Regions from separate parts of the Mus musculus genome. Here region 2 is linked to region 1. Evidence: chromatin contacts called from public Micro-C data. All regions are on one chromosome and are shown on one strand. The core of a region is the stretch at or near the end of the contact, and the rest is flanking DNA. Distances in the headings are between cores, read along the strand shown.

Region 1 (7,272 bases), core at 3,328-5,827:
TCATATTTTGCAATTTTCCAACATTTGCAAACCCAAATTTTACTTATGATAGTGTTACCTTTTTAAAGGCTGCTTCAATTTTCTTAAATACATCTTTTGAAAAAGAAAACTCCCTCTACAGAAAGACAATTATCTGCAAATACTTTGTATTTATATTATCTTTCATATATGGAAATCACTGTTATCCAAACAATTAGCAAACTGAGTTTGAGGTAAAGGTGCAAATTTCTAGGTAGAGGTTAAACAAAGCAATACAAAGAAGAATCACTTCTTAGAGCCTTGTTTTGACTTCAAAAAGATATTAAAAGCAACAAGACTAGTAATTCTGCTTGTGGTGTTTTAGACAGAAATAAAAGCAGGATTTTAGAAGTAGCTTAGCCTTAGATGTTATATCCTGCAAGAGTAATTCTAAAATGAAGTTCCAAAAATTTAAATGACTTAACCAAACAAATTCTCATAACTCTGCATGGAGAGGTCATAAACTTTAATTCCTGAAAGATTGGTTTAACAGAGTAAACTCTACACAAACATTGAAGGTAAACCTATACAAAATACTATTTATTTCAGGTCAGCATCAGATCAAGAGTACTTAAGAAAACTGAGATGGGGGGCTGGTGAGATGGCTCAGCGGTTAAGAGCACTGACTGCTCTTCCGAAGGTCCTGAGTTCAAATCCCAGCAACCACATGGTGGCTCACAACCATCCGTAATGAGATCTGACACCCTCTTCTGGTGCATCTGAAGACAGCTACAGTGTACTAATGAATAATAATAAATAAATCTTTAAAAAAAAAAAAAAAGAAAAGAAAACTGAGATGTTAAATACACATTTTCAAACCCAGGCCAGGAATTTTTCTTCAATTCACTTATGACAGTTTCAGTGAGGTAAAAACAAGGCAACAGGATGTCCAGCAATCTCTTCCTTTTGCTATCAAGCAAAGTATATTTACATCAGGATAATCCCTCAAATAAATTTCAGTCATTAAAAGACACCATTCTTCTAAATGTGTCAGTGTGTTTTGCCTACATGTAAACATGTGTGGACTATGAGCAAATCTGGTGGATATCAGACATTGGACCCTGGAATTGGAGTAAGGAACAATGGTAGTTGACATGTGGGTTCTGGGAACCAAACTAGGGTTTTCACAAAAGCAAACAACTATACTTTGCTACTGAGCTATACTTCCAGCCTGAAAACAACTATTCTTCTAAATGATGTCCAGAGACTTGAAGAGAGACCTTCCCATCAATATTTTCCACCTTCCATATAACCAACTGGCACCCAAAGATAGTATCTCTTTATTTTCCCACTTCTACTACCAGTAAACTAAAACAAGATCCAAAATGAAAGGAGATGTAAATCAAACCCATACTGTTTTATAGAGCCCTTCCTCAAGCAACTAGCTCCCAACAGTGCTAGCCACAGCATGTATACAGGTTTATACACGCTATATACACAGAAGCTTGTGTGTATGATGCATGAGAGTAAGTAAAACTCAGCTCTGTACTTTACAATGCTTATGCTGTTATTCATTAAAGTCGAACCACATAAATATTTAAGGAACAGAGGACACAATACTTTAAAAGATACCTACAAACAAGACAATCACACCCCTTGCCCTCCTGAAGCTTTCGATCTGGAAATGTAGACAATTACTTACAAAAGCAAAAATTCATACACATTTTGGGTTAACTATTCTTTGTAGACTATATCCTGTAGGGATTCAAATAAAATTCATGTAAAATGTTTATCAGAAAAGATGTGCATTTCTTCATCATAGAGAAAAATCCATGGAATACACAAGGTGCTGTTGTTTCCCAGTATTATTTTTAAAAAACTCACATTAACAGTCAACTTTTTGGACAAATCAACACAAAAATAGCAGGGAGCTGGTAGACTATCCAAGTATAGAGGATTAACTGAAACATTACAGGAATTGATGTTTATTACAAAGCCCAATAAATTAAGAATTCCTATGACTCTAAAATTCATTGTGATTAACACGCATAATTGCAACTTTCTTATTTTCTGAGACTTGTTTTTTAATCAAGAGTTTCCAAAAGTTATGAATTTATTAAAGGCTTAAGTTTTAGCATGATTAAGATTCCTTTTTATGGGACATTTCTCTTCTCCCATAAAAAGGAATCTTACCTGCTCCAGAACTCATTCTGTAAACCAAGCTGGCTTTGTACTCAAGAGATCTACTTGCCTCTGCCTCCTAAGTGCTGGGATTAAAGGCCTACATTGCCACCATTATGACTAAGATTCTTATAATCTTCGTACTTTCCTGTTAAACACATAACAAATGATACAAATTTCTCTTAACATTCTCACTTTTCTTTAAGTATTACTTATTCGGTTTTTTTGTTTTGGTTTTTTGTTTTTTCGAGACACGGTTTCTCTGTGTAGTCCTGACTTGTCCTGGAACTCACTCTGTAGACCAGGCTGGCCTCGAACTCGGAAATCTGCCTGCCTCTGCCTCCCAAGTGCTGGGATTAAAGGTACTTATTCGTTTTAATACTGACTTTCATAGGTGAGTGACAATGATCAAGTAACACTAAGCACTTCCAGTAGGTATTTACTAGCTGCTAGTATAGAGAAATAATCTTGATTTTAACTATAAAAAAGTCACTTGTACCAGAAAATTCAAATAAAGCACAATTAGAAAAATTAAGTTTTAAAAAACTATTTCCAAATATTCTAAGCATTGGTGACGAATGACATCACAACTCAATAATCGAGTTTTTGTGTTTAAAGTGCATCTTCAATATTAAGTCCACTTCTAAAAGCAAATGATCATTACTTCACTGTGCATTGTTGTATATTACTGATTTCTAAATTATCTTCACTTTAATAGAAACTATACTGACAACTGAATTTTAATCGCTTTTGTGTTTGGTTCATCTACCATGGCAGCCACCAAAACTACTAAGTCATAAATCTTATCCTGCCAATCAAAGGTTGAAAGGATCTTCAGGTTTTTTTTTTTTTTTTTACAACTGACTTTATATAATAAGATAGTCCTTTATTCACTATCAGAATTCTTCCTTCACAGTCCTTCAGAATGTCTCGAGGAACAGGTTTAGTTTCAGAATAAAAAATAAACTGCAATGTGTGCATCGAGAATTGCTTCAACTGGGCAGTGATGGCACATGCCTTGCACTCAGGAGGCAGAAGCAGGCAGATCTCTCAAGTTTGAGGCCAGCCTGTCTGCAAATCAAGTTCCAGAACAGGCAGGGCTACATGGAAACCATGTCCCTAAGGGGGGGGGGGGGGGGAGGATGCTTATGACAAAGACAGATCTTTAAACATATTCCCACTCAAGACAGACCAGAAAAGTGGAAAAAAGCTTTAATGACTGTTCAGCCCACTTAACAAATCTCCACCTCAAATTTAATGAGCCACAAGCAGAGATTTGTGAAATGCAGGGCAGCAAGTGTGCACTATTTTCTTCTAAGACTGTCGCGATAGTCCCAGAGCTGAGAACTCTCTCAAGACTGCATCCCATCTAGACGAGTATCTTCTATGGTCTGGATCCTATACTGGCATCTGTGGTCTCTATATAGTATTTCAGAAGAAATGACATTTTATCAACTAAAATGTTTTCTTTTTATCTTTCCAAGTCTCTCTAGCCTCCACCTACGTATTCCTCGCTGAATCTTTTGAGAACTCTGCACTATTCTGGGAGATCCGTTGCTAGGACTTTTGGAAGAAGGGGCATGGGTGTTTGTTTGTTTGTTTGTTTTTTTCCTAATATCTTTCTTTCCAAAGTAAATACTCGAGGAATAAAAGAAGCGATTCTTAGCTTATCCAAAAGATCAGTGAGAAGCTACTTACAGGTATTTCTCATGATTAATAATCCACCTGAATGAATTAAACTAGTCTACTCACTAGTCTAACAATGCTAACTGTGACGTTATTTTCGAAAAAAGTCAACCAAAAAGACGACAGTTCAGAAAAATACGCATTACATCCGCATAATCCGGCCAGGAAACGTGCCCGGGGGCAAGTTCCTCAAAGCAAGCCCTCTCCCAACCGCTCCCGGGAGTGACGAGAGAAGCAAAGCCCTGGTCGAGGTGGGAGCCGCCGCAGAGACGAGGACGCCGGGCCCAGCAGGCCAGGCCTCGCAAGGAGCGGGTCACGATGCGGCCGCCTGCTCTGCGCGAGGCCCTAACCTCCCGCCTCGCCCGCAGGCCGCGGCTCCTAGGTCCCCTCGCCCGGCCGCCCCGAGGCCCCGTCCTCCACACTCACCTTTCTCCTCCCGGCTGTCGGCCGCCATGGCTGCCCTCCGGCTTCCGCCGCCGCCACCGCCGCCGCCGGGACGCGAGTCGCGCGGGCGCCGCAGACGCGGCCGCAGGCGCACGAGTCCGTCCGTCAGTCCGTCCGGCGGGCCGCGCGCTTCGACCTGACCTGCTCCACTCAGCTTCCTACGCGCAACCCTTCCTCCCGTGCTCTGGTTCTCTTCCCGCCTGGCTCTCTGGCCTCGGTCGGCGCGGGCTTCAGCCTTCCTGTTGGGGTTCGGCCACCACAGAGACAAGGGGGAGGAGAGAGACACAGATGGCGACGCCGGGCGGCGCTAAAATGGAGCCTGCTTCCTGCGCGAAACAATCCCGCTCCCGAAATGCCTTGCGCTGTTTACGCTCTGTGCCTCTCGCGGAACGTCACAGTGCGGGGAACCGGGGCGGGGGCGGAGGCGGGGACGGGGACTGGAGCGAGAAGCGGGACGTAAGAGGGCGTGACTTCGGCACGTCGTCCCGCCCCGCGCGCAAACTTGACGTCCAGGGAACCGCCCTCGTTCCAGAGGATAATCGGTATTTAGGCTTCTCTGCTGTGCTTCCTACAGCTCAAGGATGCAGACATCTCACCAGAAACGTTTGGAAGGCCTTGAATGGTTAGTGTGAGACACCATCAGAAAGGGTGTTATGTCTTTCTTTGGTTTTACGAGACAGGGTTTCTCTGTGTGGCCCTGGCTGTCCTGGAACTCACTCTGTAGACCAGGCTGGCCTCGAACTCAGAAATCCGCCTGCCTATGCCTCCCAAGTGCTGAGATTAAAGGCATAAACCACCACTGCCCGGCTATGTCTTTTTTATATATTTAATTTTCTTTTATTTGATTAGTAGTGTCTACTACTTCTTTTTAAATATTGTTCTAGGACCAGGGGTTAAGAATAGCTTTATTGTTGGGTGGTATTTGGGCTCATCTTTAATCCCAGCACTGGAGAGGCAGAGGCAGAGGCAGAGGCAGGAGGATCCCTGTGAGTTCGAGGCCATCCTGGCATACAGATTGAGTTCCAAGACACCCATGGCTACACAGAAACCCTGCTTCAAAAATAAACAAACAAATGTGTTCTCCCTCAAAGGAAGTCTGAGTTTATCTTCTAGTTAAGGCAGCCAAGGTTTGAGTAAACAAATTGAAAGTTGTGCTGACGCCAGGAGTGGTGGTGCACACCTTGAAACCCAGCATTCTGAAAGCAGAGGCAGGGGAATCTCTGAGTTAGAGCCCAGCCTGGTCTATAGAGTGAACAGTACTGGGATAGCCAGGGCTACAGTGAAACCTTAGCTCAAAAGAAAAACAAACAAAAAAAAATGGAAAGGAAGAAAAAAGACAAAAGGGAAAAAGAAAATTGTGAACTTTATTAAAAAAAAAAAAAGCTAGCTAGAAAAGGGTGATGCATACCTTTAATCCTCCCATTAGGGAGGAGGCAAGCAGATATCTGAGTTCAAGAACAGCCTGGTCTACAAAGCAAGATCCAAGACAGCCAGGGCTACACAGAGAAACCTTGACTTGGAAAACAGAGAGAGAGACAGACAGACAGACAGACAGACAGTTGCTATAGTGATAAGACCCCTTTTTATGGAGAAAAGCTAGTACAGAGGCCCTCCTGTGGAGGTGAAGACTGATGGTAAAAGATAAGAGACAATAACAAATAAGCACTAATTGTCTTCGGAAAGCACATACAAAGACTTTATGAAGATCTGAGGGGCATTCCAGTAACCAGGAATGGAGGTGAATGAAGATCTGCGGGGCATTCCAGTAACCAGGAATGGAGGTGAATGAAGATCTGCGGGGCATTCCAGTAACCAGGAATGGAGGTGAATGAAGATCTGCGGGGCATTCCAGTAACCAGGAATGGAGGTGAATGAAGATCTGAGGGGCATTCGAGTAGCCAGGAATGGAGGTGAATGAAGATCTGCGGGGCATTCCAGTAACCAGGAATGGAGGTGAATGAAGATCTGCGGGGCATTCCAGTAACCAGGAATGGAGGTGAATGAGAAGACAAGTACTGAGATGATGTTTGACAAAAGTCACTGCCCACTGGTGGTGGCATCACATGCCTTTAATCCAAGCACTTGGGAAGCTGAAGCGCAGATCTCTTGGATTTTAGGCCTGCGTAGTCTAAAAGCAAGTTCCAGGACAGCCAGGGCTACACAGAAAAACCAAACCAAACAAACAGTAGTACGAGATCTTCAGGGAAAATAACTTGGAGTAAGCCTACTGAAAGGTAGGAAGTGAAAACACCCTGGATACTCCAAAGAACCATCCTATAGAATGTAAAAGCAAGTCTACACACGTAGACTTGTAGTTTGAGCTGCTTGTCAGAATCCCTTGGATGATAGTAGAAGACCAGCCAGTCACATTTACCACTTTTGGTTTTATTTCTTGGGAAAGCCTCACTTTCTCAAAAAGTATATTCTTGACTCTCTAGAATTCCATGACCCTCATGCGTCCACCTCACAAGAGCCGGTACATCCTAGCATACTGGGGTTTATAACACTTGGATAGAGAGAAACGATCACTTATTCTGTCTTTCCCATTCAAATTGTAACTTAGAGGTACCAAAATAAGTAACTGGTAATGCCAATGTGCCATAGTCAAAGAGCCATACAACTAAGACATCACCATTTTGCAATCACTAATGAAATAAACATCACTGCAACTAGCTATGTGTAATACATTATATGTACATATAGTAATTAAATAAAACTGGGTGTGGTGGCAGAGGCCTTTAATCCTAGCATGGAGGAGACAGAGGCAGGCAGATCTCTGAGGCCAGCATGGTCTACATAGTAAGTTTCAGGGCAGCTAGGGCTACACAGGGAAACCCAGTCTTAAATAAACAAAAGACAACAGTAGAAAATCAGATGCTAGGTGCCTCCTCGTATTAGGACTTCTATCTATGGTGACTCGTTGTATTGTCAATTTGACTAGACTCTGAATTATCTAGATTGGTGAGGCACACTTGGGTGTTGTAAGTTATGGTATCTGCTCAG
Region 2 (7,224 bases), core at 1,923-4,422, 400 kb after region 1:
TTACAGTGGTTAACTATGATTGTGTTTCTAATGCTAAGATTCAGAAAGTGGTCTTAGAGTTGTAAATAATGCGCTCCAAACTGTCTGCTGCAGCATTTCATTCATGGTTGTATGGGAACAAATAATGTTTTAAATCTAATAAAGTTGGTGATCAGAGCATATACAGTCTCTCTGAGTCTGTGTTCAGAAAGTCTTTCAACTGATGAAGTGGAACAAAATACTCACGGGAGCAAATATGGAGACAATGTGTAGAGCAGAGACTAAAGGAAAGGCCATTCAGAGACTGCCCCACCTGGGGATCCATCCTATATACAGACACCAAACCCAGACACTATTGTGGATGCCGACAAGTGCTTGCTGACAGGAGCCTTATATAGCTGTCTCCTGGGAGGCTCTGCCAGAGCCTGACAAATACAGATGCAGATGCCTGCAGTCAACCATCAGACTAAGCACAGGGACCCCAATGGAGAAGTTGGGGCAAGGACTGAAGGAGCTGAAGGGGTTTGCAACCTCATAGAAAGAACAAAATATCAAACAACCAAAGCTCCCATGGACTAAACCACCACCCAAAGAGTACACATGAGGGGACCCATGGCTCCACCTGGATATGTAGCAGGGGATGGCCTTGTCGGGCATCAATGGGAGGAGAGGCCCTTGGTCCTGTGAAGGCTTGATGTAGGGGATTTCTAGGGTGGGGAGGCAGGAGTGGGTGGGTGCGTGCAAGAACGCTTCATAGAAGCAGGTGAGGGGTATGGAATAGGGGGTTTCGGGAGGGGGGGACCAGGAAAGGGGATAACATTTGAGATGTAAATAAAGAAAATACCCAATAAAAAAGATTTTTTAAAAATTCTCATAAAAAAATTCTAGGTCATTCTCAGCTACTCAGGAAACTGGAAGCCAGACTGGGTTGTGGGAGACTTTATCTCAGAAAATAAAAAAATCCAACAAAATAATCACACTCTTTAGATAACTAGTTAGGGTAATTCTTTAGAAAACAAGGTTTCTTAGCCCTGGTGTTATTGAAGCTTTGTCTGGAACTAGTCTTGATTGTAAGGAGCTAACCAGTTCAGAGGATTCAGCAAGTCTTCTTACATGTCTGTAGCACCCCTTTCCCACAAATTTTGATAACCAAAAGTAGCTCTACACATTAGCAAATATCCTCCAAGGGATGAAATTGTGTCCCAGAAGAATTGCTATTTTGAAGGCAGTTGATCACTTTTAGAAATATCAGAAACTCAAAGAAGTGACATTGAGTATTCAAAATGTACAGTACAGTTGTCAAGCAGCAATGGATGGATGAACGAACAATACTTGTCAGTAGCTGCTTCTGATTCAGGCTCATCCAAGTTAGCTTGGAGAGTTTCTATCTCTTTCAAGTGGGAGACTTTAAGTTAAATCCCCAGAGGATGTGAAGCTGAGGAGAAAAGCAGGTAGGGGGAGGTGAAGGAAGATAGTTGTGGGTGGGTATGATAACTACACATTATAGAAATGTGCAAAACTTGCAAAGAATAAAAATATCATTAAAATCCTCCCTTGGTGCCATACAGCACATTTCAGGCAGAAAGGTATACTCTGAGCTCACTGTGTGGAGAGAGATCATGAGGGCAGGATTTCTGCCAATTCATTTAGCTTGATTATAATACACAGGAAGAAACAATATTTTATTGTCATAATCACATACATACATACATACATACATACATACATACATACATACATACATACAGTGAAATACCTAAGTAATAACTTAGACTGAAGGTTCATAAAGCAACACTCACCCCTGCTAGCTGTAATGGAGTCGTTTTATTGATTTTATGAAACATCTAGTACCAAGTTGACTGTAATCTAGTAAGTAATGTCCTTCAGAAGATGATTCAACTAGTCACTGCTATTACCCATGTCCACCCACTTTCACACTGCTGGCCTCCCAGCCTTCAGATCTCCTTGTGATACTCACTTAGTGAGTTTTCACCAAGTTGTGTGATTCCATAATTTGGTTCCCTTCCATCAAAATAGCATTGATATGACTTTTGCCTGAAAATCAGCCCCGTGCCAATCAGCAGAGTTTGTCTTTTGCTACTGCTCTGGGACTCTGACCCTCATGAACACATCCTCTTTTGTCCCACCGTTCTTCCTTTCTGAGATCAGCTTCCTTTTTGATCACACTGCTTTGTTTACTATAGAAAACTAAGATTTTTTTCAAAAGCATATATTTTTTAATTAAATTATTTTATTTACATTCCAAAAGTTGCCTCCCTTCCTGGTCCCCCTCCCCAAATTCTTTACCCCATCCTCCTGCTTCCTTCACTCCACCTCTGAGAGGGTGTTCACCCTCCTGCCCACCCACCCCTACCTCTTCTCTGGGGTATCAAGTTTCCATAGGATTAAACTCATCCCCTCCCACTGGGGCCATCCAATGCAGTTCTCTGCTATACATGTGCCCAGGGCCATGAACCAGCTCATGTATGCTCCTAGGTTTTTGGCTTAGTCTCTGGGAGCTCTGAGGGGTCCAGGTTAGTTGACACTGCTGCAGTCCCCTTCAGCTCCTTCAGTCCTTCCCCATATCTCTTCCATATTGGTCCCCAATCTCGATCTAACGGTTGGCTGTAAGTATCTGCCTTTGTCCCAGTCAGTTGTTGATAGAGCCTCTCAGAGGACTCCTGTCTGCATATACAATATGGTCTCAGTAATAGTGTCAGGAATTGGTATGTGTGCACGGGATGGATCCCAAGTTGGGCCAATCTGGATGGCCTTTCCTTCAGTCTCTACTCCATTTTTGCCTCTCCATTTATTTTAGATAGGAACAGTTCTGGGTTAAAATTTTTGAAGATGGGTGAACAGGCCCCTGCCTTAACTAGGGATAGTGCCTGTCTACTGGAGGTGATCTCTTCCTGTTAAATCTCCTCATTGTTGGGCTAATGTCTTACCCATTGAGTCCAGGTAGCCTCTCACATCCCAGGACTCTGGGACTTTCTAGAGGTTTCTCCTGCTCCCTACTACTCAAAGATTCACATTAGTCATTCTTCTGTGTAACCTCTCCCAGCCTGAAACAGGCTGATCCAGACCTTGACCTTGCTGCCACTGAAGAGATTACCTAGGGTGGAGCCTTCCTGCCTAGATGGCTCTATTGTTCCACCAGAGGCCACTGCACCTCCAAGACACTGCTACCTGCTGAGAGGCCAAGGAGATATTCCAGAGGAACATCCTCTCCTACTGACTGGCTCCAAGAAAGGATTGGTGGGGGATGGGCCTTCCCCCTTATAAGCACACTCAGTAAACTGGCGGGCCTTGAACAGAATCGTGTCTTGGTCTCCATTAATTTCTCTCGCAGTCTAGTCTCTTTCAGCCCCAGCCTGCCTCCCAGGTGTACCCAGTTCAAGTAGGCCGCGGGCTGGTATACAACACTTCTGGCCCTCTGTGTATCCCTCCTTTCTCTCGACATACCTAATCCTGTCCCTCCTTTTCCCCTCCCATCTCCCACCAGGTTCCTTCCTCCCTCTGCCTCCCATAATTGTTTTGTTCCCCTTTTAAGTGAGTTTCAGATATCCATGCTTAGGAATTCCTTCTCTGGTTAACCGTCCTACAATCTGTGAGTTGTATCATGGGTTTTTGGTTAATATCCACTTATACCGTGTATGTCATTCTGGGTCTGGGTTAACTCACTCTAGATGATATTTTCTACTTCCATCCATTTACCTGCAAAATTCATAATGTCTTTGTTCTTGGTAGCTGAAAAGTATTCCATTGTGTAAATGAACCACATTTTCTGTAGTCATTCTTCAGTTGAGGAATATTTGGGTTGTTTCCAGCTTCTGACTATCACCTATAAGACTGCTATGAGTCTTTGTGGTATCAGTGGAGCATCTTTTGGGTTTATTCCCAGGAGTGGTATAGCTAGGTCTTCAGGTAGATCTATTTCCAAAATTCTGAGGAACTGCTAGACTGATTTCCAGAGTAGTTGTACCAGCTTGCAATCCCACCAGCAATGGAGGAGTGTTCCTCTTTCTCCACATCCTTACCAGCATGTAGTGGCCCTTGAGGGTTTTTTTTTGTTTTGTTTTGTTTTTTTAATCTTAGCCATTCTGATTGTGTAATGTAGAATTTCAGGGTCGTTTTGATTTGCATTTCCCTGATGATTAACATTTCTTTAAGTGCTTCTCAGCCATTTGAGATTCCTCTGTTGAGAATTCTGTGTTTAGCTCTGTACCCCAATCTTAAATTGGATTATTTAATTTTTTGGAATTTAACTACTTGAGTTCTTTTTATATTTTGTATATTAGCCTTCAAACACATATAGAGTTAGTGAAGATCTTTCCAAATCTGTAGGTTGCCATTTTGTCCGATTGACAGTGTTCTTTGCCTTATAGAAGCTTTTCATTTTTATGAGGTCTCATTTGTCAATTGTTGATCTTAGAACCTGAGCCATTGGTGTTTTGTTCAGGAAATTTTCCCAGGTTTCCATGCATACGAGGCTATTTCCCACTTTCTCTTCTATTAGATCCAGTTTATCTGGCTTTATGTGGAGGTTCTTGCTCCACTTGGACTTGAGCTTTGTACAAGATAAATATGGATCAATTTGCATTCCTCTACATCCAGATCGACAGTTAGACCAGCAACATTTGTGGAAGATGCTTCCGTTTTTCACTATATGCTTTTGGTTTCTTTGTCAAAGATCATGGGTCCATAAGTGTGTGGGTTTAAGTCTTCAATTCTATTCTATTGATCTATTCGTTTGGTAAAAACAAATATCGTGGAGTTTTGTTGTTGTTGTTGTTTTATCACTACTGCTCTGTGGTACAGCTTGAGGTCAGGGATGGTGATTCCCCAGAAGTTCTTTTATTGTTAAGAATTGTTTTTTCTATCCTGGGTTTTTTTCTTTTCCCTTATGAACTTGAGAATTGTTCTTTCCATGTCTGTGAAGCATTGTGTTGGAATTTTGATGGGGAGTTCACTGAATCTGTAGATTGCTTTTGGTTGGATGGCCATTTATACTGTGATAATCCTTCTGACCCATGGCCTTGGGAGATCTTTCCATCTTCTGAACTTTTCTTCGATTTTTCTTCAGAAACTTGAAGTTCTTGTCATACAGATCTTTCACGTGTTTGATTAGAGTTACACTAAGATATTTTATATTAATTTGAATTTGTGACTGTTATGAAGGGTGTTGTTTCCCTACTTTCTTTCTCAGACTTGCTTATAGTTTGTATAAAGGAATGCTTCTCATTTGTTTTAGTTAATTTTATATCTAGCCACTTTGCTGAAGTTGTTTATCAGGTTTAGGAGTTCTCTGGTGGAAATGTGGGGGTCACTTAAATATACTATTATATCATCTGCAAATAGTGATATTTTGACTTCTTCCTTTCCAATTTGCGTCCTTTGACATCCTTTTGTTGTCTAATTGCTCTAGCTAGGACTTCGAGTACTATATTGAATAGATAGGGAGAGAGTGGGCAGACTTGTCTAGTCCCTGATTTTAGTGGGATTGCCTCAAGTTTCTCTTCATTTAGTTTGATATTGGCTGTTTATTTGCTGTATTTTTTTTAATTATGTTTAGTTATGAGCCTTGAATTCCTGATCTCTCCAAGACTTTTAACATGACAGGGTTTTGGATATTGTCAAATGCTTCTTCAGCATCTGATAAGATGACCATGTGATTTTCTTTTTGAGTTTGTTTATATAGTGTATTATGTTGTTGGAGTTTAGTATATTAAACCAACCTTGCATCCTTGGGATGAAACCTATTTGATCATGGTGAATGATGGTTTTGATGTCCTCTTGAAGTTGGTTTGCAAGAATTTTACTGTGTATTTTGCGTCGATATTCATAATTGAAATTAATCTGAAGTTCTCTTTCTTTGTTGGGTCTTTGTGTGGGATAGGAATCATAGTAACTGTAGTTTCATATAATGAATTAGGTAGTGTTCCTTCTGTTTCTATTTTGTGGAATAGTTTGAGAAGTATGGGTGTTAGCTATTCTTTGAAGGTCTGGTACACTTTTGCACTAAAAGAGTCTGGCCCTGGGCATCTGGGCATTTTATTTTGGTAGAGAGTTTTTTGTTTGTTTTTTGTTTGTTTGTTTGTTTGTTTGTTTGTTTTTGGTTTTTCAAGACAGGGTTTCTCTGTATAGCCCTGGCTGTCCTGGAACTCACTTTGTAGACCAGGCTGGCCTCGAACTCAGAAATCTGCCTGCCTTTGCCTCCCGAGTGCTCAGATTAAAGGCGTGCACCACCATGCCCTGCAGTTGAGAGGTTTTTAATGAATTCTATTTTTTATAGCTTATGGGACTGTTTAGATAGTTTTCCCTATGTTTGTTAACTTTGGAACCTGAAATTTGTCTAGAAAAACTTCCCTTTCATCTAGATTTTCCAGTTTTGTTGAGTGTAGCCTTTTGTTGTAGGATCTGATGATCTTTTGAATATCCTCAGTTTCTGTTGTTATATCTCTGTTTTCATTTCTGATTTTGTTAATTTGTACACTGTCTCTGTGTCCTTTAGTTATCTTGCTAAGGGTTTACTTATCTTGTTGATTTAAAAAAAAACAGCATTTTTTTGTGCATTCTTTGTATCATTCTCTTTGTTTCTAACTGGTTGCTTTCAGCCCTGAGTTTGATTATTTCCTACCCTCTACTACTCTAGTGTGTGTTTGCTTCTTTCTGTTCTAGAGCTTTCAGATGTGCTAGTTAAGTTGCTAGTGTAGGATCTCTCCAATTTCCTTGGGAGGGCACTTAGTGCTATGAATTTTCCTTTTAGCACAGCTTTCATTGTGACCAATAAGTTTGGGTATTCATTTTCATTGAATTCTAGAAAGCCTTTAATTTTTTTCTTTATTTGTTCCCTGACCAAGTTATCATGGAGTAGAGAGTTGTTCAATTTCCATGAGTATGTGGGCTTTCTGTGGTTCTGTTGTTATTAATGTCTAGCCTTAATCCATGGTGATCTGAGAGGATGTATTGGATTGTTGAGGCTAGTTTTGTGTGAGATTATATAGTCAGTTTTGGAGAAGGCAAAATGAGGTGGTGAGAAGAAGGTATATTCTTTTGTTTTAGGGTGAAATGTTCTGTATACATCTGCTAAACCCATTTGGTACATAACTTCTATTAGTTTTACCATGTCTCTATTTAGTTTCTGTTCCTGTCAGTTGATAAAAGTGGTGCCTTGAAGTCTCCCACTATTATTGTGTGAGGATCAATATTTGTTTTGAGCCTTAGCAACATTACTTTCACAAC

Evidence for each region. Hi-C and Micro-C count contacts between places; a contact is called where the count stands out from the background.
Region 2: a contact with region 1 is called in a Micro-C map of embryonic stem cells, with 1.9 times the contacts expected there. The contact joins the enhancer-like site here to the promoter of Ythdc1 in region 1. A contact is called at or near these places in 3 of 39 promoter capture datasets (cranial neural crest and embryonic stem cells), 1 of 484 Hi-C or Micro-C datasets (embryonic stem cells), 7 of 115 datasets of contacts at active chromatin or transcription factors (embryonic stem cells, epiblast stem cells and stem cell-derived neural progenitor cells) and 1 of 9 other capture datasets (embryonic stem cells).

What each region holds. Positions count from the first base shown.
Region 1 is chr5:86,801,571-86,808,842 of GRCm38.p6, reverse strand. Ythdc1 (YTH domain containing 1) reads right to left here and starts at 4,577. Exons shown (of 17, transcript NM_001347375.1): 1 at 4,252-4,577. The coding sequence starts at 4,279.
Region 2 is chr5:86,403,344-86,410,567 of GRCm38.p6, reverse strand. Tmprss11a (transmembrane protease, serine 11a) reads left to right here. Exons shown (of 9, transcript NM_001033233.2): 9 at 1-158. Among named protein-coding and RNA genes, the nearest start is that of Tmprss11d, 34 kb to the right of the region's middle. Within about 2 kb of position 3,172, at least 9 of the 459 cell types and tissues checked have an H3K27ac peak or open chromatin away from gene starts, as enhancers often do. A contact at or near this core is called in embryonic stem cells and epiblast stem cells, where this site is marked.